2 separate regions of the Triticum aestivum genome follow, and region 2 is linked to region 1. The links are chromatin contacts, called in public Hi-C maps. All regions are on one chromosome and are shown on one strand. The core of a region is the stretch at or near the end of the contact, and the rest is flanking DNA. Distances in the headings are between cores, read along the strand shown.

Region 1 (6,824 bases), core at 2,355-4,854:
CTTGCAGATTGAGAGAGAGCGCTCTCTGAAAAATACCTTGGGCTTCCTATGACGACTGGACGCCTCACTGATCATCAATTTGAGCATTTGATTGAAAAAGGCGAGGTCCAGAGTCAAAGGGTGGGGTGAGCGTTTGATGTCTTATGCTGCGAAAGAAGTTATCCTCAAATCAGTGGTCCAAGCACTAGCAGCCCACTCAATGAGTTGTTTTAAGTTCTCCAAGGGGTTGTGCTCCAAATTCACGACAATCATGTCAAAATTCTGGTGGGCTGGATCACTAGACAAAGGGGAATGCATTGGCAATCTTGGGACAAACTTGTTGTCCCAAAAAATCATGCAGGAATGGGATTTCGTGATCTCCCTTCTTTCAATGATGCAATGCTTGGGAAACAAACCTGGAGGTTACTTGAAAACCCAACAAGTCTCTGTGCCCGAGTTTTGAAGGAAAGATACTTCCTAACACCGATTTCCTATCAGTCGGGTGCCTAAAAAGTGCCTTCCACACTTGGAGGGCGATCATATGTGGTCGTGTTGTGCTTCAGCAAGGCCTCATCAAACGGATCGGTAATGGACAAGATACTAGCATTTGTACTGATCGATGGATCATTGATACTCTAACTGTTAGAACTATGGGTCGATTATCGGACCTTCTGGTTGATTGGGTGTGGGGGAACTCATTGACACTCATACCGGTGAATGGGATGAACAACTTGTTAGACACGTTCTATTACCACCGGATGCACATGCGGTTTTGGCTATGCCTCGCCCACGTCATGGTGGCGAGGAATTTTGGGCCTGGTCAGGTAGCGATCAAGTTGCTATTCGGTGAGGTCGGCCTATAGACTGCTGGTAGAATACAATCATAATGATGAATCTTGCGCCAGTAGACCCAAGTGGTATATGGCGTGCCCTATGGAAGCTAAATGCACTGCCCAAAATCAGAATTTTCTGGTGGTGGGTACTCAGGGGGTCTCCTTCCTTCTCTGGAAACCCTCACACATCGCCATATCGCGGACAATGCAACATGCAAACTCTGTGGTTTTGTCGAACAAAGTCTCTACAATGTGTTGATCACATGTGATCATTACAAGCAATTTTGGGTAGCACTGTTCGAGCGAACATGACTGAAACCCCCGCACCTATATCCTCTGACATGGGCAGGTGATGTCATTTTACCAGACACTATCAAGATGGAGGACGCAGTGATCTTTGTCACAATCATGTGGTGCATCTGGTCTAGCACGAATATATTTACTCATGGAGAGGAAAAGATCCAGTCGCTGAGATCGATGGAACTAGTTGATGAACTGGTAGGGGTGCTTGAGCTACCCCTAAGTCAAGTTGCTCCTAAGGAGAACAATGGCCCGTAGAGCTGGCACCCTCCCACGGCTGCCTGGGTAGCTGTTAACTCCGACGGGGTAATTGATGCATGTAAATGGCTGGCTGGCTCGGCCTACATTATTAGCGATCACCAAGGGGTGTTATTAGAAGCCAGACTGAAGAAATATAAGGGCATTGAGGACCCTTTCCTGAGAGAGGTATTGGCATGCCGAGATGGTGTAGAAGCTGCGATGAGAAGAGGACATCAATATGTTATGGTCCAGGTGGACTACTCTACAGTTGCAGATTTGTGCATGAGCCGAATCAAACTCGGGTCAATGGTGCACATATCATGATGGAAATTAGACGGATGATCGAACCATTCCAGGGTTTCAAATTTCTTTGGACTCCTCGCGGCGCGGGCTGGGCGCACATCTATGCGGAAAATAAGCTCTTAGCAATTTTCATGTTCTTGCTTTGATGCAATTCCTGAATTCCCGACTAGAATTCTTCAGCCATATTGTAATCTCTTGTCAGTTTAATAAAGCGAGGGATTTACTTCAAAAAAAAGATCTTTGTAATCCTAAAAGATATGTGGTTCGTAGCCTCAACGTGGAGTAGGATAGTGCCAACTATTTGAACTACGAGAAAAATCTTCGTCTTGCATCTACGTGTTTGCTTTTGTCTAATTTAAGTTTACTTATGCAAGTGTTGTCTTTCGTGGTGTCATAGTGAGAAATAAGAGGTTTGTCAATTATTTGAAATTCAGAGAAAGTGTCAACCAAGTTGTTATCATTAGATCTCGAGTCAAATAGACCAAAACTCTCCCAATGTCTTCATGCCCAAAATCACAGCCCCCTCGAGTGTGTTTGTCTCAGCTCTCTAGTCCTTCCCCTCTTTCGCGCATGCGTCATCGCCTTTCACCTCACCAGTGATATCTTCATGACTGGTCCTCCCGCTTTTGACCCCATCTGCAAGCGGATCCATGTTCCATCGTTGGTGTCGCTATCGTGCCACCTCGCCATCACACCCCTCCTCCCCCTCCACTGCGCAATGTCAACCCTCCAACTAGACCGTTGCATCGTCATTGCCTCTACCTCAAACGACAACCTTGCGTTTGCTTTGTTGGCATGGACGCTGCAGTTCGTCCCACACATTCGCCTAATCTCCTCTACAACTAGTCACATATTGCAAAGAGAATTGCATGGCTAGAAAGTTAACTTAATTTTGCAAAAATAATAACTGAAACTTTTTTAGATTGAAACAAAATAAAAGGCTTGTATGGGCACATACAACCACACGATCCCGCGTGAACCAACCTGTGGTTGGATAGTTAGGAGGATAATGGTATCCCCAGCCCACCAAACGTATGTGGTGACTTTATCAATCACAAGATTATATTGCTGAAAAGGCTGAACGCCCCGATTTATAGGTACATCAACCACAACCAATGAGCAACATCCAACCGAAAAACAAAGATCCATATAAACGATGAAAAGGAAAAAAAAAGTACAGTACAAGCTGAGGTAATAGCAAACAAGCCCACAAATAAAAGTGTATGCGCGTGTATATAAGCGTCTGTGTCTGTATTGTGTTAAAAAAAATCACAGGAGCCGCAAAGAACGATGAACTTTTTTTTATAAGAATATAGAAAAACCATGAACTACATGAATAAAATTAAGCGCGGGAACTTGAAGCGCAGATCAGATCGCAGCAGAGTACAAAATGCTGCATGGGCTCCGCTCCCCGCGGCCCCGGCGATGGCGCGGGCTCCTCTTGCCGCCCAGGCCAGTGCTATGCGTGCCACCCCACCGCCACCGCCCTGGGCTCCCCTGCCCCCGTATTTGGGGTGGGCGCATCTTTGACCAAAGCTAAAGGTAGCGTTGCCTCCTCGTCAATCCCCAGATCCTGTTTCACGCACACTGCAGATGCCGGAGAACATTAGCGCTGTAGTTTGTTTACCCATCACGTACACCGGTACACGTACGCGCGTGGACAACTCCAACGCTAGCATCCAAGGTCTCCGTGGCCGGACCACCTGCAGGTCAGGCGCGCGCGCGTCGGTCGATCTCGATCCCGTTGTTTAAGACTGTACACACTGTGACTGTGAAAACCGCTCGCGCTCGCAGCGCCCGCCAAGTGTGTACCTGGTAGCTAGGGTACAAATTGACCCACTCGGTTTTGACTTTGTGGGAAGATTCCCACGGCACCACGCATAGCATATTGGCGTGGCATGCCATGGCGCACTACGTAGTCGCACCTGCTTTCGCATGTGGCCGGCCTCCCGCCTTTTCCGGTTGCTCCGGCTCATCAGTCCCCGAGTCCAGGGTAGTGTAGACGGAATACTGTTGCACAGAGGCAGCCTTAAGATGCCGTTCACATAGGCAGTGTGCTTAAGTAAGCTAGCTATAAGGAGGTGTGTGGGTCTATGTGTGCATGAACCTGGGGCACCCGACGCATCCGGCCCTGGGCCCTCACGTGGCTATCGATGGTCGGCTTTTAGTTTTTGAGAGAGAATCAGAGGATTTGGTCGGTTTTTCTGATAAGCTGGTGGGTGAATCTACACTGTCGGCTATTACAGGCAACCCTATGTGATGCATTCTGTGTCATATAGCCGGCCTTACGCACATGAATTGGTGAGCGACCGATAATCTGAGCCGGCCCGTTATTTTTAGGGGAGGAAAACCACTGCTACGGTAATTGTGTCGGAACGCTAAGGTGTCCAGTCGCTACAGTACCAACCGGGAGTCCCTACCTGACGCTCGCTAGCGTCAAAAGGACGAGCTTTCGCGCAGGCGCGAACTGAATGGGCCGGTCCATTCGATGGCGTCATAGCGAAGGGCTGCTAAAAATAAGAGAACAAAAAATGCTCTTCCATGGATTATAACTCATAACCTGGCAACGACGAGTAAGCGTTCTTCACCAGTTGAGCTGCTAATTTTTTGTGGTTAGTTGATCGCGCAAATTTCTTTGAACTCCATGCCGTGACAGATTAAGAAAAAAAATACAAAAAAATTCACCCATTGAACATTTTTGTAAATATACGATGTTCAATTTTTAAATAGATAAAGAACATTTTTGGATACATTCTGAACAGTTTTGAAATACATATTGAATATTTTTGTGATATACACTGAATATTTTGTCAAATATACATTAAATATTTTTTTTGTAAATATATGATGAACATTTTTTAACTACACATTGAACATTTTTGTGATATAAGCTGAACAATATTGAAATAGACATTGAAATTTTTTGATATATGTTGAACAATTTTTATATATACATTGTACATTTTTGTAATATACGCTGAACAATTGTGAATTTTTTATATTTTTTTCTAAATTGTGGGAAAAAATTAAATCATGAACAAAATTTGGAATTTCGAACATTTCTTAAAACAAAGAATAAAAATAAAAACGAAAAAGGATAAAATAAAAAGAAAGGAAAAAAATTAATAAGAAAACAGAAACAGAAAAAATAGAAAAAAAACATGAAAAACCAAAAATCAGTAAAAGAAATAAAATCATGAAAAACAAACCGGTCGAGGGAATCCTCTAGAAGGTTCCCAAAACCGTTTGCCTGGCCCTGCTTCAACGCCCGAAATGGGACAGCTCGTACGCACTGCACGCACGTGCGATTCAGCAGAAGCGCAGCAGAGGGACGCATGCGGGCCCTTCCTCCCCCAAGCTTCAATCACAAATCCTCACGATGTTGATTACATTAATCCAGGAGCAACTAGTTAACGAGCGCTCCTTCGGGATAATACATTTTTTATTAAATTACACAATATTACGCTGAAAAAAGAATTTTTAAAAATAATACACCGTCGGCCCGCTGCACGCCGACTGAGCCTAGTCAGCCCAAAGCAGGCCGACTGGTGGCCCATCAGCTTGCTGCTGGCCGATTGGGCTGTCGGCCACCAGATCAAGTCCAGTCGACCTGCAGTTGGCCGACAGGGTCCAGTCGGCCTGCAGTTGGCCGATAGGCCTGCAGTGGGCCGACAAGGACTAATTGGCCTGCTGTGGGCCGACTGGTGCATGCCACCATTTTTTTCCGAACGATCCCTGTTTTTTTTGTAAAACTATGACGTATTCCGCACAACCCTTTCCCGCCGTATGTTCGCGCCAACTATTTCCCGCCACCCGTTTCCCGCCACCCGTTTCCCGCCACCCATTTACCGCCAACCCTTTCCCGCCATACCGTAGTCGTTCTTTCCCGCCATTTTCTCCTCTCTACCTATAAAACCCCCTTCAGACGGAGGTGGATAAGCATTGCAGTGTAGTGTAGTTGAGATGCCCCATTATCCTTTCGATCGTAGTTTTCACCCTGGGATGAGCAGGACTCTTCTGAGGCTAGCTACCGATTTCAGGATGGATAATAGGATAGTTCCATGGGACGAACTCACCGGTAGTGACACCATAATGAATGAGTTGGCTCACCAATTACGTAGGTCTGGGTGGCCTGAAAGGACCTATGAGGAGGTAAGTAAAGAACTTCTTAGGTTGCATGACAGGTGGAAGAAGGTAGTGGTGCCGAAGAGTGAAACTTTCAGAAAGATTGCAGCAAATAATCCATGTTTATGGACTGAGGAGAGCGAGGACGAAGATGATATCTTCATGCCGCCGCTTCCGGGTTCTGCATTGTCGAAGGGCAAGAGTTCTTCATCATCGAAGGGCAAGGTTTCTGCATCGTCGAAGGGCAAGAGTTCTTCATCGTCGAAGGGCAAGAGTTCTGCATCGATCGAGGATGACGATGATGACTTCATGTAGTTTTTATGCTGTATGTTGTGAGTTCAGTTACGTACCATTTAATTTAGATGTAGTTCTATCTAGTTGTTTGTAATGTCTCGTTGTATGAATATTATGTTCTATCTAAATATGATCTTATAGTTCGGATAACAGAGTACTAAAATAGAGTAGGCATATGTCTCGTACATAAGTACATAGTCATTTGTCTCATACATAGAATAGACATAAGTCTCACACAGAAATAGATGGTAATGTCTCTACTGATAGATAGAAGCGTCAGTGACGACGTCTGGCCTGGCGGGGAGGCGGATCTGGAAGCGGCGACCATCCCAACTTGTCGGGTGCCCTAATGTGACGAGGAGGAATCTCAGACTCTCCCTGGTCATGTTGTGTATCCTGTGTGGGTCCTGGTGGAGGAGTCGAAAACATGTTCATCCACTGGGTGTGCTGCGACATCTGAGCCTGTATGTTCTCCTCGGGATGTTGATCACTCCCCCACGTATCATGTGATGCCGACATAGACGCCTGATATCCGTAGGCTCCTACGCGATGGAACGTTTCCTCATGAAGAATGAGGTCGCGTCAATTAATATTGAAAACAATAAATATGAAGACACATACCTGCTGGCTGTGACGTTTGCTCTGGCTCAAACACGAAACTGGACGAGGGACCGTGCTGCTGTGGCTGTGGAGATAACACGAAGCTCGACGAGGGACCGTGTTGCTGTGGCTGTGGAGAAAACACGAAGC
Region 2 (6,824 bases), core at 1,982-4,481, 470 kb before region 1:
GTGGACGCCATATGTTTAGGGAAATCAATGACACTTTGCAATCTTAAAAGGGTTGGCCTAGAAACGAACAATAAAGTAGCACTGGTTGCTATGCTATCCATAGAATATCTATGCTGATCTCCAGCGCATCATACTGTTTCTCTTTGACAAGCAAACACGACTAATTTTGCAGAGCTGGAAAGCCAAGATGTAACCAGTCTGATATGATTTGTTGGACAGTGAGGGAAGAAAAAAACAGTAACCGTCGTACAGAAAATTCTTCACAAGATATCATAGCAGTATCGGACAACGAGAGAAAAAGAGATGGATAATGAAATATTTATAAAGGACCACAAAGCGCCAACGAGAAGTTCAGTCTAGCAAGGCTACTTGAAAAGGATTGGGTCAGATGGACCTTTGTGACAACCTCAATTAGCTAATCTGTTCGTTTCAGAAAAAAAAGGCTAATCTGTATCTGTAGCACTAGGACCATGATGGTAAAATGTTTTAGACAAGGACATAAAGTATGAAGTGAGCCTAAAAAAATGACACGTCCAACAAAAACCAAACGATTTGTCAAGCTGATGTGCCCATGGGTGTGTCTGCCTCATGGAGCTTTTGCTTGTCACAAACATGCATTCAACTGACCTATCTCCGTCTGAGCATTTTAATTCCCTAGTGATGTAAAATCACTCCTTTTGACGCATGCTCCTATAGACATAATCACGCTCCCGTCTCTTCACCCACTGAAGTTGCATTTCGCAACTGAAATTACAAACAACCCTACCCCGGTCCCCAGCTCCAAGCTTTCGTAGTATGAAGTGCAGAAATAGGGTATCTAATTCTAATATCTGTATCCACAGAATCACATGCTTTCTCCAGGAAATCTAACTTTACTGCAGGCCACAATAAATTAAACCAAGAGGGCGCACACGAGCTCGCGAACTCTTGATGTTCTCGCGGAAAAACAAAAAGAACTCGTGACCACTTAAACCGGTCTGAATCCGATCAACCTAAACCTTTCCTCCCCTCTTTTCGCATTTGGATGGCGTGCATGAGAAGCAGGGACCGCTGGTTGGAGCGAGCATCGCCATCGATCGAGCATGATGTGTGAATTTCGATCATGAGAATGTGAATGTCCAAATCGACGTCATGAGACACAGAAAGAACAACATATCTTTGCATAATCTCTCACCTTTTCGCTTTTTCGACCGAGTTTTTCAACAAAATCCACTGCCTTTCAAAAATAAAAATAAATTTGGAGGACTGCCACGACAAGGACTGTCCACATTTAACCGGGAATCTAATCACCTGCCACATGAGCAGCGGCAGCAAGCCAAGCGAGGGACACTATCTCAGAGCCAGCGTGGCGTTGGGCCCACCGCCCAGTGGGAGTGCGCGCGTCTGCCCGGTAACAGGCAGGCAGATCTGTAACTAGGGACAAATTCCGAATCCACCAGTCAGAGATAGCTGATTAGCTGGCCCGAAAGGACCCAGCCTATAGACCCACGCCAGAATGAACCCACGGGCCCACTCGCTGAATGGAGTGTTGTGGCCCATGGACCCAGTTCACAAGGGCTGCTGGTTGGCGGCCTCGAGAAGCGAGAGCCACGCTACGTGTACGTGTACTGCAGCGGCAGGCGGCACGTGCTCACGGGCTAGGACAAGTGGGTCGCTACCGCCACTGCCTCCGGGACCCACCGCACGGCGGGCCCATGAGCAGAGTCACGAGGCAGAAGAATAGAGAAAACGGCGGAGAGAGAGAGAGAGAGAGAGCCGGAGACCGACCGACTGACCTTGCCGTCGTATTCCCGGCGGGAGAGCACCTCCGGGGCGATGTACGCCGGCGTTCCAACCGTCGACTTGGGCTTCGAGTGCAGCAACGACGACTGCAAAAGGAAGAAAAGGGAAGCATGTTCAGTGCACCGCAGCGGGAAAAAAGGCGTTGGCGTGGCGCCGAACTTGTTTGGGTCAACAATGGCAGGGGACGTTGCTTTCGCGAGCAGTTTCGCGCAGGAAGAGGAAACCAATTGCATTTCGGGAGGGCGAGATGAATCCTCCGATCTTTCCGGCCGCAAAGCCAAGCGAAGTGCAGCTTTTGACCCCCCGCAGAAAATGCCTCCTTTTTATAATTGTTGTTACTATTTTTATTACTATTACCTTTGAGTAACCGAAGTCGCAGATCTTGAGGCGGGGCGCCGGGCTGCCGTCCAGCAGAGTGTTCTCCAGCTTCAGGTCCCGGTGGCAAATTTGCTGCAGATCAACGACTATTTTATACCATCTGATGATCTAGGATTTTTTTTATCAGGGATTGCACCGGTTTGCTTGTTCTTACCATGAAGTGGCAGTAGCTCACGCCGCAGATGAGCTGCTGGAAGAAGTACCTGGCCTGCGGGGACAAAGCAACCGTCGGTTACACGAACCGGCGCCGAAAATGGAGACAGGCAATGGACCGATCCTCACCTCGTCCTCGCTGAACCTCCCGGCGTTGCAGATCCGGTCGAAGAGCTCGCCGCCGGCCGCGTACTCCATCACAATCGCCAGGTGCGTCGGCGTGACCACCACCTGCAAAAGAATCAATCCGTTATACTCTTCTTCGGCCGGAGAAGCCGGAAAGGATTGCTCCCGGCGCCTTGCCCGTTCCCTCGCCCACCTCCTTGAATCGGATTATGTTGGGGTGCCGCAGCGACCGGTGGTTTATGATCTCCCTCGCCACATTCTCGTCAATCTGCAAACACCAAGAAACGCCCAAAAAGACACTCCGTCACTAAATTCGCGGCAGGAAGGAAAAACTCGACCGGGCCGGCCCATGCTGGGATGGATCACAGGGGAGCCCGACTCCGGCCGGCGGCGGCGAGCGCACCTTGAGGCCCCGTGGGATGTACTTCATGGCGACGAGCTCCTTGGTCTCCTTGTTCCGCATCAGCCGCGCGACGCCGAAGTTGCCGGCGCCGATGTCCTTGAGCAGCTCGTACCTCTCCATGGATCCCGGGCCGAGTCGCGCGGCAACCGCTGCAGAAAGCTTGATCGGGCCGGAGGCAGAGGCGAAGATTGGGGGATCCTTTTGGGGGTTTTGGAAGCTTCGTCGCGGCGAGATGAGGTGGGAGGGAGGGAGGGGGGGAAGGATGATTCGAAGCTTAAAGGAGAAGGAGAGGCTGCTTCTTCTTCTTCTTCTTCCCCGGTGGGATGGGTTCGATTAATTAATACCACTGCTGCAGCGCTGCTGCTCCGAGGAGTAGTACTAGTTTTATTTGGTGATTAGATTATGATGATGATGTGCCATGACATGGCGTGCTCATGACTTGTTTTCTCCGGAACTAATTGTCGTTTGGACCTTTGATTTGTTGTAATTGACAGTGAGGTCCTTGTGTGCATTGGGAGCTTTCCTTTCTCTCCGTGTTGCTTGATTTGGCGGTTACTGAACCGAGGACAGTCTGGCTCCCGTTGCCTTTGCTTGATTTTTTTTTCTTTTGATGATTTTGAAGGGAGCCCTGCTTGCTTTTGAAGCACTAGAAACGGTTGCGGTCAAATAATAAACGACCACCCGCAAAATAAGTAAATTAAATCTGTCTATTTTACGACTAGAGTAAGTAGTAACTGACGAGAGTCAAAGCGCTGGCCTTACAGGCAGACAGGCAAGATCTGGTTGTCACGCGGAACACAATACCCAACTGAAATGAATTGCTCGCTAGGCGGTCGCAAGCAGCAACAGGCGGAAATAACATGCTTGGACTGTGGAAAACGGACGTCATTCTTCACGTTTCTCCTCTCTCGGGACTGAAAAACTTTCATCGCTGATTATGATGATGATGATGTGGAAGGGAAAGAGAATGATTTTCTCTTTCTTTCAAGAAAAGGATCCGCGGCACGCGGGATGTATCCGTCTTCTTCTACCGTCTGACCATCGGCGTCATGGGGTCGGGATGGCTTGTACGTGCTGCGGGTGGGTGGAACTGCGAAATCATCAGTGAACCTACCGATGGTGGATCGGCGAGCGGAACGGAGGCTGGGGGCCTTGCGGCGGTGGGCACATGGGCGCATCCCGTGGGTGTGCGCGCGGGTGCAGCGTACGAGAGACTCTGGATTTCAACACGGGTGCGGGGTACGCGGGCGCGGCTAAATCCGACACCCAAAAGTCCACGGTGTGTGTCCATGTATAGTGAAAGGTCACACCTTAAATATTGGATGCCACCATCATGTATGCAATTGCAAATCCTCATCCTCATACAATTACATGCAAGGCAAAACCTAATCTAAATCTTCGGCGGTGTCCGTGTCCCTGTCCGGCAGCCGTGAGACCCGTGGAGTGAAAGTCTGGTCGCCGGCAAGGTATAGTAGGACAAGGGACATGGGTTGTCCCGCATGGGACACGATGCGCTGCCGTCTCCCATGCCCTATTTTTCCTCGTTCAAACCTTCCGCCTGGGCATCATCGGTGGAGGTGAGGACCATGATAGACATGGACCGGTCAGCCTCATGGTCGAAGCCCAATGCGGCCACCTAAGGTTGCGGCGCCAGGCGGCGGCGGTGTTCGACTCAGCCTCTGTGGCCTCCCGCGCCCTGTGCTTCACACGGAGGGCATGCCTCACGATAGACGTGGATGGTTCGTGAGGCATGTTGGCATTGACCTTTGACTCGAAGCCTGAAAGCGTGGGGACGATGCGCCAACAAAGGGGTTGCACTGCCAGGCGGTAGTCAGCGCTTCCGGCGAGGCCGTAGTCACGCGCCTCTAGCCACTAGCCCCAACGGATCCAAGTGCCATTTGAGCGGACACAATGGATTCCCACCGGCTCGAGTCCGATCACGGTCGGGCCCACTCCTCCCGGGAGCGGCGCAGAGCAATGCAGACAACCATCTCCTCCTCCCCCCACCACCCCCCCTCCCCCGTGGGGCAAGTTCTCGGTCGATGGATAGGAGATCTCGGAGTCGGATTCGTTGCCCGCCACGCTCGAGAAGGCCAGAGTTTCGCCGCGCAGGAGTTTGGGGACGGAGGGATTGGAATGACTAGGGTTTGGTCCATAGTGCAAATAGAGATGAATATATGTGGGGTCGGGTGGGCCATCGTGGTCCGGATCCGACGTGGTGGACGCGTCTGGGCATCCCATATCCACCCACATATGGGATGGGTATGGAGTTTGCATGTTAGCTCGAACGCTTGGGCTGTGTTTGGGGCAGCCGGTTGGGTGTTTTTTTTTTCTGTCCGGGCAATGTTCGGGCAGGCTGCCCGAGCCTTTGGGCGGATATGGGTCGTTCGATTGTAGATACCCTTACACCATGCTCGTATCGACATGAGGCTATGTTCTATTATAGGGAGTAGGGCAACTCCGACGTGGATCGTAAATATTGCCTCGAAATCTTCGAATTAAATGTTGTGGACGTTTTTTGTCATCCAACCCAAATCGAAACCGCGCCTTGGAAGTATTGGGGCGTCTCGACGTCTACCACGTCAAACTCCAACACCCTCGACTCATCAAAATACCCCCACTAGAAGCCCTTTTCCTCAATCTCTTCTCTCACTGTGCTCTGTATCCGCACCCTCGGAGACCAACGTCGCTATTGTACCACCCCCGCCGTAGCCCAGGCCTTGCTGGACCTCCGACATCCCACCCATGCTCCTACCCTCCTTGGACTACACCACAATTCCACCCCGGATCCTGTCGCAGCCTATGTATCCTCCGCTCACTGCAAACACCATATATGGTGGACACCATGCTGGACAAGTATTCGTCCCAATGCCATTGCCAAAAAAATTGATGTTCTCGTTGTTTACTTTGAAGCAAACACAATGACAATGTACTCTGTGAAGGAGGATGAATTGTTGTGTGAGGTGTGGTTGGACATAAGTGTGGAGTTTCAAGGCATGAAGCAAAATGTCAGGTCATTTTGGCAATGTGTGCATGTTTGATTCCATGAGCACAAGCACTACGCGCCCTACAACATGGAAGTGATTCACGTTCGCAGTGCAAAGTCGCTATCTATCAAGGACACACCATTCAAAAGACCATGAACATGTTGCGGTGCATATGCACAACTGCATATAAGGTGGCCAAGGGGCACGTCACTCAAAGAGCTCGTAAGTTTTGCTTCTTGGTGCTCTATGTGTTGGTTATTTCATTAATTTTCTCAATGTTGAAACTCATTGATCTCATCATTGTCTAGCCTGGAATGTGAGGTTGAGGGAAAGCCATTCAGATTGATGCAGGGCATGGAAACTGGATCAACAACATGTGCCTATGATGAAGTTCAAACTCGAGAAGAGGAAGCTTCAGATGAAGGCCGCTTTCAAGGGGTGCAAAATTGTGGTCTTTGGTTCGGACAGCCAGTTCTTTTATGGATCGATGAATTTCAGAAACTTGTTGAACATGTCGTACTTTTGGACTTAAATGTATGGTTGAATTGCTATTGATCTAGATGCATTTGTCAAATGACCATAGGAGGACATTTTGTTTTAGTTTTATTCCATTTTAGGGAAAGGGGCAGACATTTGGTAACTCTGGTTGGATGGCTGGCTCCCCCACTCATATCCACGAATAGATCCGGAAGTATTCATGGACATTTGGTGTGTGTGTTGGTGATCCGTTTTGGAGTTTCCCTTAGATCTGTTAAGTGTTTTGGTGAACCCTCTTCTCCACCCTATCCCACATGGAATTCATACACATCTACATATTAATCGCTCAAGAATTTGTGATATTTTTCGAGTGTTTCTTATTTGGTTTTTACCGGATCTTTTCGAGTGATTCTTATTTGGTTTTCACCGAATCTTTGTTACTTGTTGGTTATTTCTAGTGCTAATCCTTTGAAAGAGAGAAAAAAAAATCCGTTTCTCCATTGTTTGGCAAGAAATAT

What was found. Hi-C and Micro-C count contacts between places; a contact is called where the count stands out from the background.
Region 2: a Hi-C map of leaf shows a contact between it and region 1, with 7 times the contacts expected there. The contact joins the promoter of LOC123053332 here to the enhancer-like site in region 1. A contact is called at or near these places in 2 of 5 Hi-C or Micro-C datasets (both in leaf).

What each region holds. Positions count from the first base shown.
Region 1 is chr2D:388,045,026-388,051,849 of IWGSC CS RefSeq v2.1, reverse strand. No RefSeq gene overlaps it. Among protein-coding and RNA genes, the nearest start is that of LOC123049394, 210 kb to the right of the region's middle. Within about 2 kb of position 3,604, at least 2 of the 8 cell types and tissues checked have an H3K27ac peak or open chromatin away from gene starts, as enhancers often do. A contact at or near this core is called in leaf, where this site is marked.
Region 2 is chr2D:388,510,597-388,517,420 of IWGSC CS RefSeq v2.1, reverse strand. LOC123053332 (serine/threonine-protein kinase SAPK7) reads right to left here and starts at 3,231. Exons shown (of 9, transcript XM_044476794.1): 1 at 2,843-3,231; 2 at 2,633-2,707; 3 at 2,443-2,544; 4 at 2,315-2,368; 5 at 2,140-2,232; 6 at 1,776-1,868. The coding sequence starts at 2,962.